Regions from separate parts of the Mus musculus genome. Here all the other regions are linked to region 4. Evidence: chromatin contacts called from public HiCAR-type and promoter capture Hi-C data. All regions are on one chromosome and are shown on one strand. Each heading gives the region's core, a stretch centred on a gene start, on an enhancer-like site or on the middle of the called end of the contact. The rest is flanking DNA. Distances are from core to core; before and after follow the strand shown. Region 1 holds the start of Lysmd2 (LysM, putative peptidoglycan-binding, domain containing 2). Region 2 holds the start of Tmod3 (tropomodulin 3). Region 3 holds the start of Scg3 (secretogranin III). Region 4 holds the start of Elovl5 (ELOVL family member 5, elongation of long chain fatty acids (yeast)). Region 5 holds the start of Leo1 (Leo1, Paf1/RNA polymerase II complex component).

Region 1 (2,700 bases), core at 52-2,551, 2.3 Mb before region 4:
TTTTCTGGCCTCCGCGATCACCCAAAACGCATACAGAACACACACACATAGATAAAAAAAAAAAAAAAACCTAAAAGTGGACAAATGAGCAGTAGACAGGGTTTTGGGAGAATACTGTTGCTGATGGAGGGAACAACACAGGCGAAACATGAAGATGGGAGTAAGGAAGGAGGTTAAGTTTTCTGGTCAGGATGCGGTATATATGTGAAAAGTAAAAACAACTGACTTGGGTGCCAATGTGGGTTTATATTCAGGGAAAAACTGAAGAATCTTTAAGGGGTGGGTGATACTGGGGACTACTGCTGCCGCTCTTCTTCCTCCAGTGTGTCCTAAACGGTTTCTTTTGTCTTTGTGGGCACAGCAACATACCAAACTTCAGAAAACCAATGAAACAAGAGAACTCTTCTCTTCTACCTAGAGTCGGGTGTGTGTGTGTGTGTGTGTGTGTGTGTGTGTGTGTGTGTGTGTGTAAGGGGATTGGGGTGGGGATGAGGGAAGGATGGATGAACGGGTGGGGGTGGCATCTCTCAAGAGTTAGGGCAGAAGACTCCAGTTAACTCTGCACAAGCCTAGGCCTGAAACTGGCACTGGTCTTCAAAGAGGAATGGACTACCAACAATTGGAGGGTAGTCAGCTCCCAGCAGACTACCCAGCAGGCCTGAGTACCAAACAGAAAGACTTAGTATACATAGGTCGGTGATAAGAGCACTGGCTTAGTGTGTGACTGAGGTCAGTACCTTGTCAAGGGTGTGCGCGTGAGTTGTGCGTGTGTGTTGGGAGGATGTCAGAAGACCTGTACCACCCAGGTGGACAGGGACCTGTATCTATGTTCAGTGATCTTAAGGTTTCCTGCCACCGAGATTTTGATGTCATTAAGGGGGTACCACTGAGCAAGCAGGCTGCCCAATGAGGAATCCGGAAAGGCAAGCAAAGCTTGGTGGGGGTGTACTGTGGCCAGGGCAGGCTTTGGGCGGACTCTTTCTTGTCTGCACGGTTTTGGGGTCCACATGGGTCCCAGGACTCCTCCGTGGGCCTCTGTCGGCTCACGGGCCTCGGCGAGCTCCCGCTTCCGCAGGGCCTTCTCCGACAGGACCCGCACACTGCAGTCCGGGCTCAGCTCCCTTAACCCCACCAGCACACGGACCTCTGGGGCCGTGGAGAAGCCGGCCGCGGAGGGCGGCGCGCGCCATGCAGGTCCCGCAGCTCCCCGCCTCGGCCTCGCGCCTGCCGCCCCCGCGGCACGGCCAGCCGCAGCCCCAGTGAGGAGGAAGAGGCGGAGGAGGAGGCGCCGCCCCCTTGGCGAGCTCGGCGCCCGGGCGGCCTTGGCAGGACCCATGGCGGATCTCTCGCCTGCGCCGGCCCTGCGGGAAGGCGGCCCCCGTGCGCACCGGCCCTCGGCGCCCTCCCCTCCGCCGCGCTCTCGCTCCACCTCGGAGCCCGAGGAGGCCGAGCTGTCGCTGAGCCTGGCCCGCACCAAGACCCGCTCGTACGGCAGCACGGCCAGCGTGCGGGCGCCTCTGGGCGCCGGCGTCATCGAGCGCCATGTGGAGCACCGGGTCCGCGCCGGGGACACGCTTCAGGGCATCGCGCTCAAGTACGGAGTCACGGTGAGCAGGGCGCGCCGCCGCGGCCCCGGACCTGCGGCCCTCGGGCGGGGTCGGGGGTGGGAGCGGAGGGTGGGGAACAGGCCGTGCGTCCCCGCGTCCCCGCGCCGCATCCCAGCGCGCACTGCTGCAACTGCAGTGGGCGCCTAAGCTGCTGCTGCTGCTGCTGCTGCTGCTGCTGCTGCTGCTGCTGCGGAGAGGGGCGGCCGCCAGAGCTCCCCCGACCAGCTAGTGCATGGCCTTCCCAGTGCCCTGCCAGTCTCAGCTCGTATCTGTCGCGCGAGAAACAAGGAGGCCCGCGTTTTGGGCACTACCCACAGCCACCTTTCCCCGTTTTCCTCCCCGGAGCTCACTACCTATTTACTCAAAGCCACACCGATACGAATTCTGCGCTGTGTAAACAAGCTGTGATGAGTCAGGATGTACAGTTCTTCCCGTGGATGGTTCTGGTTCTATCGATTCTGCTTCTTTATTTAGAAGTGAAATTACACCCCTGTGCTCACTGGCGACCCTGAACGTGACACCTGTCTAAACAGCAGCCTGGAACTGTGGTCTAGGTGAGCTGGAGGGCCGTGTTTTACGAATTTATAAGGGTGTGCGTCTTGGGTATATTTCATTACACCTTGGGGAAGATCACGGAAACCCGAGGGAACAAATTGTTTCATTAAAATTACTTATAATTAACTGTGAGCTGTGTGATGGCCTTTTTACATTGGAACTCAGTATCCGTTTTCAATGATCTTTCCTGAAAGCGTCGGGGCAGCAGTCAGAATTAAAATGATCTCGCCTGTATCTTCAGAGTAACCTATTTTGCATATTTAACCAGGTGTTTGTTTACCAGCAAGTCTTTCTATCTATCATTTAAGCGTTTTGAGAGCTTGATCAAACCATTTTGAGACCCTTCTCCACAGTTCTAAATGTTCTTACAGCCTGCCTTCAAGCATTCACTGAGGGCTGGTTTGGGTCAGAGCCTAGGAAAAACAGAACTGAAAAAAAAAATCTAAGTGTATGAGTGTTTTGCCTGAATTAATGTATGTGCACCTTCTGTGTGCCTGGTGCCCAGAAAGACCAGAAGAGGGTGTCAGTTACCCTGGTA
Region 2 (2,700 bases), core at 12-2,511, 2.4 Mb before region 4:
ACCTATTCCGAAGTTTTTCAGAAAAAGAAACATGAACTGCACTAAATGTCAGAAACCAAAGAAGACTGCTCATAGCCAGCAAATCTCCACAGGCTCATTTCCTGTTTAAGTATGACCTCCTGGGATAAGTTTTACTGCAGTGTTCATTACCAAAGAGATGACTGTGGTTTTTGGGTTTTTTTTTTTTTTTTTTTTTTTTTTTAAAGAGAAGCAGAGGTCAAGTTGGGAATGTGATTCTTAGAAGACAAGAAAGAGGGGGGTGGGTTGGATGGGAGAGTAGAAAGGGAACGTGGGTGGGGTGTGTGTGTGGTAGGATTCGAAAGGGGAAAGGGGATTCTTAAACAGAGAAGAGAGAGGGAAAGAGTCGAGAAAGAAAAGGAAAGTAAAAATTGGGGCTGTTTCCCATTTCTGTTTGTAATCAGAATGCAGACTTGCGGAGGAAACGCATCAACTTCTGTAAGCGAAGATACAACGACCCAGTCACGTCCTCAAAACAAACCCGCATCAGCTTCACAGCTGGCCCCAGCTGTGCTGCACAGGAGCCAGAAACTTATTCTAAGGCAGGGCAGAGCAGATAAGCAAAATGGCCAATGCAAGACACCAGATTTCAATCACAAAAAGGGTGTGTCCCAAGTTTTGTGGGTTTCCTCTCATCCAACAACAGCCAGGCAGCGAGATGAAGGCTGGGGTAGAGGGGCGGCAAGGCAAGGCGCTTCTCAGACAGCTTCCCAGCTACGCCGGTTCCGGAGCACCGGCCGGTCCCAAACCCAGACAGCCAAACCCCAAACCCTACGTAGACAGTCCCGAACTCCAGGAGACCGGTCTCAAATACTAGTGGCGGCCCCGAATCCCAGGCGGCCGGTTCCGAACCCCTGCTGGCCGGCCACAAGTGACTCAACCCCAGCCCAGAGCCTGCGCGCCTGGCCGCGGGCGACACCCAGCACAGCTCGCCGTCCCAGAACGGCCCGGCACCCTCTGCTCTCTAGCGAGGCCCGCGGGCAAGGCGCAGGAAGCACAGCCGCTCCCTTCTTAGTCGCCCAGGCCGGAGCGACCCGCTGCCGCGCCCGCCGACGGACTTCCTGGAAAGCACTGGGCTGAACTCACCTGTCTGGCCGCCGACCCACTGCACAGTCCGCAAGGTTTGAATCGCTCTTCCCGGCGCCCACACTCCGCGGTGCCTCAAGTTCAGGGAGTTGCCGAATCCTCCCGCCAGCTGCCCCTAAACCCGACCGCGCTGTCTGTATTGCTGGTTCCCCTTCACTGTCCCCTCCCACGCGCGTGCGTACTCGTGGGGCAGACTGCATGCTGGGAGTTGTAGTTCAAGGGAGAAGGGTGCGGCTCCATACATACGGACCTGGTCCTTTACAATGGGAAGGGTGTTGTTATAAGAGGGTACAGACACTAGGCTGAGAAAAATGCTTTCTGCTCCTGTATATGTACCTGCCCGTGACCCTCTGGAAGGTAGAAAGCCTATCTATAGGCTTTTTTTTTTTTTTTTTTTTTTTTTTTGGGTAATACATTTCCTTCTTGCATGGTGGGCCTTTTGTAAACAAATAATACAGAGTAAGGCTTTTCTTAATCCCTTGGTTACTAATGGGAGAGCGTGATAATGGGAAAGCCTTTCAAACTTGTCATGGAAGACAGATAAAAGCTAAGGAACTGGGATCGTAGCACAGTTGGTAGGGTGCTTACACAAGCATACACAAAGCCCTAGATTTAATTCCAAATAATGTATAAATTGGATGTGGTGTTACATGCCTGTAATCTCAGATCCCAGCAATTGAAGCAGAGGGAGGGGTACCAGAAGTTTATCAGTCAGTTACATACAGAGTTCAAGGCCAGTCTGGGCTACATGAGGTTTTTTTGGTTTGGGTTTTGTTTTGTTTTGTTTTGTTTTGTTTTGTCTTTTTAAAGCAATTTATGGCAGAAAAGGTCATAAATCGCACCAAGGTGTGGTGCCTCTAACTAAACAAAGGAGTAAAGGTGAGAAGCAGAGATATATTTCATTAATGCACACACCTAGGAAAGGATCAGATAAAGAAGTCAATAAGCCCATATGAGCTTTAGATTTAAGCAGAGCAACTGGGGCAGGAAGCATTCTTGTATGTATAATTGAGCAATCCTGGTCACAATGTGTCCTGGCTGGTCATTCTTTAAGACTGGTTCTGCAAGTTGTTCCCAAGAGTCCCTTTTGCCTGAGGGGGCAATGTCATTCTCAGAGGATAAGTGCTCATGTTCCAAGATGCATCCTCCCCACCATGGATGGGATGGGTAACTGACCATTTTCATGGAATCCAAAGTGACCACAGGTGCCTTTGAGGAGTAATTGTAAAAGCTGACTCTAAGATGTCTCTCATACTTTAGTTTTATGCCTTTATCCTGAAGGACCATGAGAGAAGTCCTTGAATGGTAAATATGTCCACATGCAGAGGTACCTAGGCAACCCAAAACAGGAAGGCAGACACAAAATGAAAGCATAGATGTTAGGGGTTACTCTGTTTTTAGTTATCTTATGGGTCCAAGCAAGGCAGTGGTTTTTAACAGATGCTGTTTCTAATCACCTGGTAGACAGCATGTGCCCATTTTCCTGCTCCATCCCATCTTCCCGTTCCAACTTTGTGTTCTACAACAGGCAGTGCGATTAGGCTAATGTGAGAGAGAGTAAACTGGAGAAGCAACTAGTCAAAGGAGGGAAAGGAG
Region 3 (2,700 bases), core at 33-2,532, 2.2 Mb before region 4:
CACAGAATTAGTGGAACCAGATTTATCATCTTAGTTTTTGTCAATTTATTATTAATGTCTTGGAGTTTATAAATGTAAAATGGCTAAAATATCACAAGGAAACTACAGTAAGTGACAACAGTGAATAAGATAACATAGGAGTTATAATTTTACATCTGACCTACCTGTTCATTCAAAGGTCTTTCTGCACTTAATTCTCTATTATGCAGGGATTTGTCTAGAATAAATACACATAAATATAAATTTAATTGTGCATTTGGGTGGTCAAATATGTTTCCTATTAAAATAAAAAACACAATGAAAAAAGATTTTTTGGAGAAATAATTCTGAATGTTATAAAATAAAATTTATAGTAGCAAAGATTATCAATTGTATACATGGTGAGTTCCAAAGTTGGTATGCTTATTATATTATTGCATATCCTGAATTAAATGCAATCACACTTTTATTTTCTGATCAGAAATTTAACATATAGTTCTAATTCTTAGCTTATTAGCTCTTTTCAATTGGAAACATACTATTTGGATTATCATTGCTGGTACATTAAAAGAGATCATCATATCCTGCATGTGTAATGAGCAAAAAAAAAAAAAAAAAATCCTAGCCACTTTAAGCACAGGTACTCGCTCCCCTTTTCAAAATAAGACCATGTTATCGCTCTATTATTTTAAAAGTAAAGGAGAAAGAAAAATCCATCTTCGTTCTCTGAAGTCAAAACCGTGTATATTCTGTCAATATGCACGATACGAGATCTGCTGAGAAAAACTAGGCAGGGCGATTTAGAGCTCACGGGTCACATCAAGCTTTATCTTGGCTGGGCCAAATGAAAGAGAACTCTAAAGCAGAGCAATGTCCACATACCTTGGCTGCCTTCGGGTTTGGGGAAAGCTTGAATTGGGCCGCTGTTGAGCACCAACACCAGTATCCAAGAGCCGGTCCAAAGGAACCCCATTCTTTCTTGCTCTTCTGTGCTTTGCTGGAAAGAGCTTGGCGCTGGGCCCCTGAGCTGTAGCTTTTGTTATGAATGAGAAGGGGAGTTAAGAAGCTGGAAGGGACAGGAGCCTGGGTGCGGGAAGGGAGAGGGTCTGGGCGCCTCCGGCGCAGTTGCTCCGGGCTGGAAGGAGGATGCAGGCTCTTCTGGCGCCCAGAGCAGGTGAGCAGGTGCGGTAGGCGCTGTCCGCCCCGCGGGTGCTGAAGTTCCTGCGCCGCCAGCGGACGCGGGCCTGGGCGTAGCTTTACTCCACTAGCTCCAGGAGAGGAAATGAGGAGGAGGCGCATGCTCCATGCAAACCAGAGGCGTGAGGATGGCGTCAGCGACCCAGCGCTACTCCAATCCCGCGGGAACGGAGCGGGGGAGGGGAGACAGGCTTGCTCGCGTATTTTCCTTGCCGCAGTCTTGGGTATGTTTCTACGTCGGAGTCGGGCCGGATTGCAGGATTGCTGGACGATAGGCATGGTTGCTGTACCTCAAGGGTTAAATGCCCTCTCTACCCGTGAACTTGTCAAGGAGACATGGGTAATCTTTGTCTAATTTTGATTGTTATTCTTCTGCAGTCTCTACTCCAAAATCCCTTCCTGCTATACTCAAAATTCTGTTATACCTTTATATTCTACTATAATCAAAATTCTGTTATAAACAAAAGATATAATTCTATCAAACCTTATAAAGACCTGCCTTTATTGATCTGTGTTGACAGTCTTTTGATGCTCTTGCATCTCAGCTCCACAGGAGCCTTTTGATTAGGAAAGCGCACGAATATTATTTCAAATACATTGTGCATAAAACTTCACTCTCACATAGTTAGAGAAGGAAACAAAACAAAACAAAACAAAACAACCCGTTTGTCCCTCTTGGAGCGAGAGTCCTCACCAGAAATATTCAGTTTTGTTCTCTTTCTTCTAACCAAGTAGGAAAAATAGTGTGCTTTTGTGACATTCTTCCCCGGGTCTAATTTATACCTGAGGATCTTGATGTTCTGAGAGTCTTTCAAGAAAAGGGAAAGCCATGAAAAATACTCCTCTCCTCATAAGCAAGTCAGAGGGGTGCTTCCTATAATCCGAGAATATCCTGGAAGACTGAGGTCATTGCATACAATTTACTATCCAAAGACTTTTAAGTGGTGAATGCGAGTAGCATAATGTGAGCGGGGTGCTGAGCAAGCTCTTTAGTCTGATTTTTAAGCAGAACTTGGATCTTTCCCTTTCAACTGCAGCCTGCTGAGAACCCAGCTGAAGAATGGCCACAAAGAAGGATCCAGCACAATCAGGCCTTTGATTTCTGGCTCCTCCCTCTCATGGACCAAGTTACTTATTTAAATACATGAAAACAAACAAACAAACAAACCCACTGACAAACAGATTTCCCTTTCTGGAGGTTTTGAGTTTAATAGTCATGCAAGTATTTCAGTTAAGAATCTAAAAGTCCTTTTGTTTCCATGTGAATCTTTTTTAAAAATTGATACATTAAAATCTGTTACAGAGTACTTCAAATCTAGCAGTTACTTCAAAACGAATAGATCTTTCTCAATGGTGGGTAGCACAGTATCATTATCCTGGTATGCTGCAGTCTTAAAAATTAACTCATGGGCTAGAGCAATGGTTCATTGGGTTTGCAGAGGACCCAGAACCTACATAAATGTAGCTCACAACTGTTTGTAATTGCAGCTCCAATCCTCTTCTGGCCTCTGTGAGCAACACATG
Region 4 (2,700 bases), core at 136-2,635:
ACACACTGGGAACCCTAGGAAGAGAAGAGTATGCCTTGCTAGTAAATAGCCTAGAGAAGAGTTAAGAATCCTGAACAGGAGGAACACGGATGGCAAGTGGAGCTGAAACAGGGATCAAACATGGCACCGCTGAGTTCATGCTTCACCCATTCAAAAAAAAAAAAAAAATGGTTAGGACTTCTTGTCATACTCCAGATTACAAAGAACTGTCGCAGATGATGCCTCGAGCCTTGTAAATGCCATTGAGGGGAGAAACAAGCTAGATTTAGTGCATTACTTGCCTACAGATCTTAGCGGTCCCTGGTATGTGAAAGCTACGAGACAATTACAATGAACACGGTGAATGCTAGGAGGCCAGGTTGCACAGATGACCACTCACATGCCACTTGAACGACACTTCCTGTATAGACAGACAGACATGCACTTATGGTTAGCACTCAGCACTGTTGCGGGGAAGGCGGTCCTTACTCAGTGTTTATAGAAATGAATGGCAACTAATTGTTATTGCTACAGCAATTTGTGAATGTTTAAATTATCTAATGTTTATAGTTTGTATATTCGTATTCCTATGACAGTGGTCTGGGTCCTGGAACATTGCTGAATATACAATAAACATTTTACTATAATTTAAAAAAAATGTTTCTACACTGAATGACTGCTTGGCTGTGTTGTGTCAGTGGGTGTAAAGCAAAGGGGGCACAACAAAAGGTTACATTTCTAACGTTTGAAGTAAGAGTTGTAGGCCTTGATTTATCAAACAGCAGCGAAAACTAGAAAGGCTCTTATGTTTGTACCTGCGTCCCTTTTAAGTCTTTGAATTTGCCCAGCTGAAAGACATTACAGTATTTCATTACAAGACTGATAATTTCGTAGAGTAGAAATATCAAAACTCCCAATAGTGTGTGATCAACCTATCCTAGAATTACGGTTGCAAAGTTCTGAGTGATTTCTGTTGCTTCAATTTGCGCAACAGCAGCTCCACCTAGGTTTTAGAACCCTTGCTAAAACCATGAAAAGGGTCCCCTTCACAATGGTGGCGAAACCCGTTAGGTGGGTGGGCACCTGCCAAAACAAAAACAAAAACAAAAAAACCACCGCCAAGCCTGCCCCTGCCCCCCGGCTGTTGGAAAGAGTTCAGGGCATCCAGAACTTCACTGTGGCTATTGCGCAGACTCTGCGTCCCACGCAGGCTTATTAGGAAGAAGCAAGAAAACTGCCCCGAGACACGTGAACCACAGGAGACCAACCCTGGCTTCCTCTGCTCACCGCATCTGATTCTGGAATTTACAATCACGAAAGTTCTATCGCCCCAGGATTGGTTCCAAGGCCGCATGACATCATAGCGCTTGATCCTGCCTCCGGGCTCGGATTGGCTGGCCGCGCCATTGTGACGTCACGGTCAGCCCACGCCGGGGTTGAAGCTGCCGGGCGCCTTCCTCTTGCATCGCGGCTGCAGCTTGCTTCTGTTCCCGCGCCCGCTTGCACATCCTCCTGCTCGCGCGGTCCTGCTGCCGTCCGGTGCTCCCCGTAGCCGCTCAGGCAGAGAGGTGAGCCGCCTGCTTCAGGAACTTGGCGGGTGCCAAGGCACTGGGGTGCGGCCAGGCTGCTGGCGCCGTGAGGTCCGGGTTGGGCGGGGGGCGGCAGGCACCGTGGCCCGGCGAGCGCGGGGCGCGGGCCGAGCGGAGCTCCGCCGGGATGGATGCTTTCGCACCTGTTCGTGGGTGGCAGCCACTTTGGCGCACTGACAGGCGCGGAGATCGCAGGGAAGGATGGCGGCGCGCTTGGATCTTCCTCCGAGCTTTCTCTGAGCGACCGTAAGGGCTGCCGAGGAGGAGTCCGCGTGGGTCCGTGCAGTACCGGGCTTTGGGGCCGCGCGCTGGCCTTTCCCTGCTTTCCTCTCCTTTGCTGCTGCCAGGGACGCCCGCTTTCCCGCGACCACTCCAGCGGGTATCTGCAGCCCAGCCTGCCCCGGGAGGGTGGAGACGCGGACGCATAGCTGCGGGTAACGGCCTGGAGTCTGCGAATCCATAAAGTGCGCTGCTCAGAGTTTTAGGGAAAGTGTCCTTTATTGTTTGCTTGCCAGCAAGCCTTCCCCTTCCCCTATCCTTGAGGTGGAGATAGTAAGGTCCAGAGAGAGTTCTTTTTAGACGATCTTGAAGCCTTCGGCACCTTTGAACTTGGCGTCCCTGCTCTAGATTACATTATGCTTATCTCCAGGCGCCTTGATTGCAAATTTGAAGGATGCATTGGATGAATTTTCGTAAGGGGAGGGGGCGATTGAAAGAATGCAACGCATGACTCCCTAGCTGGAGGATACCCGGGGAGAAGTCTGATAAGAAATTGTGGGGGAGCGAGCAGCCCTCCTCCCAAGCCTCGACTGTCTTTCTGTTTTTTTAATGTCAGGGCTGGTGGCAGGAAGTGTTTTGTACAGTTGTACAGGAGGGCCAGTGTTGTCTGTTGGTTTTGTAATTCGTTCCTCTAACCGCTTGGCAGTTATAACCTGTTGGTTTGTACTTGCAAGTCTTTGTGCTTTTGCAAAGTCTCAGGCCACAGCATTTGGGTCAAAAATCTACAGATACAGTCAGCTTTGCATTAGATGAATGCGAATGCACACCGTAGATTTTATCTATGGCTGGGCACAGGTGCATCGTTTATCTAGTCAGTCCCAGTACTGCCGGGTTTCTCTGCGAAAGCTCTGAC
Region 5 (2,700 bases), core at 148-2,647, 2.5 Mb before region 4:
ATATGTATGCAAAGTAAAGCACCCATGCACATTTAAAGAAATAAAATTAAAAATAAATTTATTTTAATAAATGTAATTTAAAGAAGAGATCAGAAATGAGCAAATACTGCCAGAAACTAACCTAATACTACTGAAAGCTTCATCCTTAGTAATCCAGGCTGTCTTTGTGGCCCCAGCTGGCCTCAAATTCTCAGTTGTCTTCCTGCCTCAGCCTCCCATATTGGGATTTCTAGTCCTAAATCTTTTATTTTTCCCCAGTGCAGATTGAATTTGAACCCTCACTCATAATAGGCAAGCTCTGTACAGAGCTACTTTCCATGTGCCTAGAGGCCAAAGGCCGATTTCCAGTGTATTCTTGAAATGCTCTTCACCCCACCAGGCAGCACCTTACTTTTTTTTATTTTTTTTCCCCCAGACAGAATCTCTATGTATAGCCCTGGCTGTCCTGCTGTCCTGGAACTCGCTATGTAGACCAGGCTGGCCTAGACACCACCATCCAGCATCTGTATTTTAAGACAAGGTCCTTTATTGGACCTGAGAGCTGGGATTACAGATGTTGGAAGCCGTGCCTGAGTTTAAGTAGGTGCTGGATTTTCGGAAAACAGATCTTTAGTCTTTAAGGGCAAGTCATTTACCGACAAGCGATCTCACCAGGTCTTTTTTTTTTTTTTTTTTTTTTTTTTTAAAGATTTATTTATTTATTGTATGTAAGTACACTGTAGCTGTCTTCAGACACTCCAGAAGAGGGAGTCAGATCTCATTACAGATGGTTGTTAGCCACCATGTGGTTGCTGGGATTTGAACTCCAGACCTTTGGAAGAGCAGTCGGGTGCTCTTACCCACTGAGCCATCTCACCAGCCCTTTTTTTTTTTTTTTTTTTAAGGGTGGGGGTTCTCAAGGATCCCACGCTGCTCTTGAAGTTGCTATGCAGTTGATGATGAATTTGGGTTTCTGACCCTTTGCTTCTAGAGTGCTGGATTACAGGCGTGCACCACTAACTACTCCAGGCTAGAGCTCTCAATGACTTATTTCTTATTCTTCTGCCACAGGATCTACGTATGTAGACATATGCTGGCTGGCTGGCTGGAACTCGCTTTGTAGACGAACCTGGCCTGGTATTCACAGAGATCTGCCTCCCCAGAGCAGAGCGACCACACCCACCCTCAACTATTTTTAAGAAACCTGGCCGCAGCTGACAGGTCGTAAACAAGTCTGACCCGCATCCCAAGCTCCGCACAGCGTGCGAGCGGGCTAACGGAGTAGCGGGCGAGCGCAGACACCGGGGCGGGGGTGGAGGGGGTGGGGGCGGAGCCAGCCGAGTGCTGGAGAAAACTAGGTCACAAAAGTAAAGTAGGTCTTTGTGCGGCTCTTTACGACACGTCGTGTTTGGACGGGTCTGGCCGTAAAGCAGGCTCGAGCCGAGCAAGCCAAGGCCGCGGACCAAGCTGCTATGGCGGACATGGAGGACCTCTTCGGGAGCGAAGCTGAGAGCGAGGCCGAGCGCAAAGGTGCGGCGGACGGGCGGGCGGGCGGGCGGGCGAGCTCCGCGGATGGGCACATGGGGCGTCGGGTTGCTTTTCGGCCGGAGGCGCGGCGCCGGGCAACGCGAAGTCCCCAAGCTCTTGCCCAGCGCCCCCTGCATGCCCGGCGGTGCCCGCCTCTCCCGGGGAGACCGCCGCGGAGTCAGTGCCTGGAGGATCAGGGACCGGCCTGGACTCCTGGGGGAGCAGAAGGGAGGACGTGTGGCCTGCGCCCCTCCGTGCATACATGGCCAATTGAAAGGGTGGCTGGCAGTGAATGAGTGGAGACATGTTCAACTGCCCATCGGGCGCGGTAACGCCCCGTGTGAAAGGGCGAGTTGATGGGAGAGTGTAGATGCCCCTGAAGGGTCTGGGAGGGATCAGGTTGGAGTTCTACAGAAGGACTACGCACTGGCGATGGGTGCCCTTGGAGAGCCTGTGCGGAAAGCCAGTTTCCTTGTCTGTGATGTAAGAATGGGGAAACTTGTGGAGTGTTTGGAGAGGAGTGACAGGATTTGGTGATGAATGAATGAATGATGGTTCATGGGGGGCATTTCTGGCACAGGTCTACGAATATCTGAATTTGAGATGTGAATAGAAGAATGAGGAAAGATCCGAGATGAACTTCAGAATTCTTGCAGCCCCCCCAGGCCCAAATTAACTTCTATACATGTCATTTTCCTTGCCCCTCCCCCCATTCGTCACCAACTCCAGTTTGTATGTAATTACTCCAGTTGTGGAGGGAGCACTAAGTAAAAGTACAGAGAACTAAACTCTTCCTGTGCCCGGCTTTGCTCATAGTTTATTCTCTGTGTCTTCGAGGCACAATTCTGTGTACACCTTCCCATGTTTTCCATGAAGCGTTTCATTCATTCAGTAAACAAGGATCCCTATCATCTCCTGGCCACCTTGCTAGGGGTTGGGAATGTAATCATGAGAAGACAGGTTCCCGCTCCCCAGCTTAGTGCTTAACGCTTAGTGCTTTTTTGCATCCACTGGTGAAAGCGTCGTTTAGTAAGATGTACCTGTAGTGCTTTCTCATAGCCACCCATAGCTTAGGGAAGTGGAGTGTACAGATGATTGCAGTTCTACGCTTTCTTCCCCTCCCCTTTCTTCCCTTTTAAAAACTTCTTTTAAGGTCATGGCAGTTTTCTTCCATTTTACCATTGAGTTAGTGGA

The links. Promoter capture Hi-C pulls out the DNA fragments that hold promoters and counts their contacts. HiCAR-type assays count read pairs that join an accessible place to other places.
Region 1: a HiCAR-type map of astrocytes shows a contact between it and region 4, with 6 times the contacts expected there. The contact joins the promoter of Lysmd2 here to the promoter of Elovl5 in region 4. A contact is called at or near these places in 2 of 39 promoter capture datasets (cranial neural crest and hippocampal neurons), 1 of 484 Hi-C or Micro-C datasets (embryonic stem cells), 3 of 115 datasets of contacts at active chromatin or transcription factors (astrocytes, embryonic forebrain and stem cell-derived neural progenitor cells) and 1 of 9 other capture datasets (embryonic stem cells).
Region 2: a HiCAR-type map of astrocytes shows a contact between it and region 4, with 2.7 times the contacts expected there. The contact joins the promoter of Tmod3 here to the promoter of Elovl5 in region 4. A contact is called at or near these places in 3 of 39 promoter capture datasets (embryonic stem cells, hippocampal neurons and pre-B cells), 4 of 115 datasets of contacts at active chromatin or transcription factors (astrocytes, embryonic hindbrain, forebrain and 1 more) and 2 of 9 other capture datasets (embryonic stem cells and liver).
Region 3: a contact with region 4 is called in a HiCAR-type map of astrocytes, with 4 times the contacts expected there. The contact joins the promoter of Scg3 here to the promoter of Elovl5 in region 4. A contact is called at or near these places in 1 of 39 promoter capture datasets (hippocampal neurons) and 3 of 115 datasets of contacts at active chromatin or transcription factors (astrocytes, embryonic forebrain and embryonic midbrain).
Region 5: a promoter capture Hi-C map of pre-B cells shows a contact between it and region 4, with 5 times the contacts expected there. The contact joins the promoter of Leo1 here to the promoter of Elovl5 in region 4. A contact is called at or near these places in 2 of 39 promoter capture datasets (liver and pre-B cells) and 3 of 115 datasets of contacts at active chromatin or transcription factors (astrocytes, forebrain and regulatory T cell precursor).

What each region holds. Positions count from the first base shown.
Region 1 is chr9:75,624,431-75,627,130 of GRCm38.p6, forward strand. Lysmd2 (LysM, putative peptidoglycan-binding, domain containing 2) reads left to right here and starts at 1,302. Exons shown (of 3, transcript NM_027309.2): 1 at 1,302-1,607. The coding sequence starts at 1,335.
Region 2 is chr9:75,558,396-75,561,095 of GRCm38.p6, forward strand. It overlaps Tmod3 (tropomodulin 3), which reads right to left and starts at 1,262. Exons shown (of 10, transcript NM_016963.2): 1 at 1,105-1,262.
Region 3 is chr9:75,682,774-75,685,473 of GRCm38.p6, forward strand. Scg3 (secretogranin III) reads right to left here and starts at 1,283. Exons shown (of 12, transcript NM_009130.3): 1 at 862-1,283; 2 at 165-217. The coding sequence starts at 952.
Region 4 is chr9:77,915,980-77,918,679 of GRCm38.p6, forward strand. It overlaps Elovl5 (ELOVL family member 5, elongation of long chain fatty acids (yeast)), which reads left to right and starts at 1,386. Exons shown (of 8, transcript NM_134255.3): 1 at 1,386-1,547.
Region 5 is chr9:75,440,127-75,442,826 of GRCm38.p6, forward strand. Leo1 (Leo1, Paf1/RNA polymerase II complex component) reads left to right here and starts at 1,398. Exons shown (of 12, transcript NM_001039522.1): 1 at 1,398-1,509. The coding sequence starts at 1,452.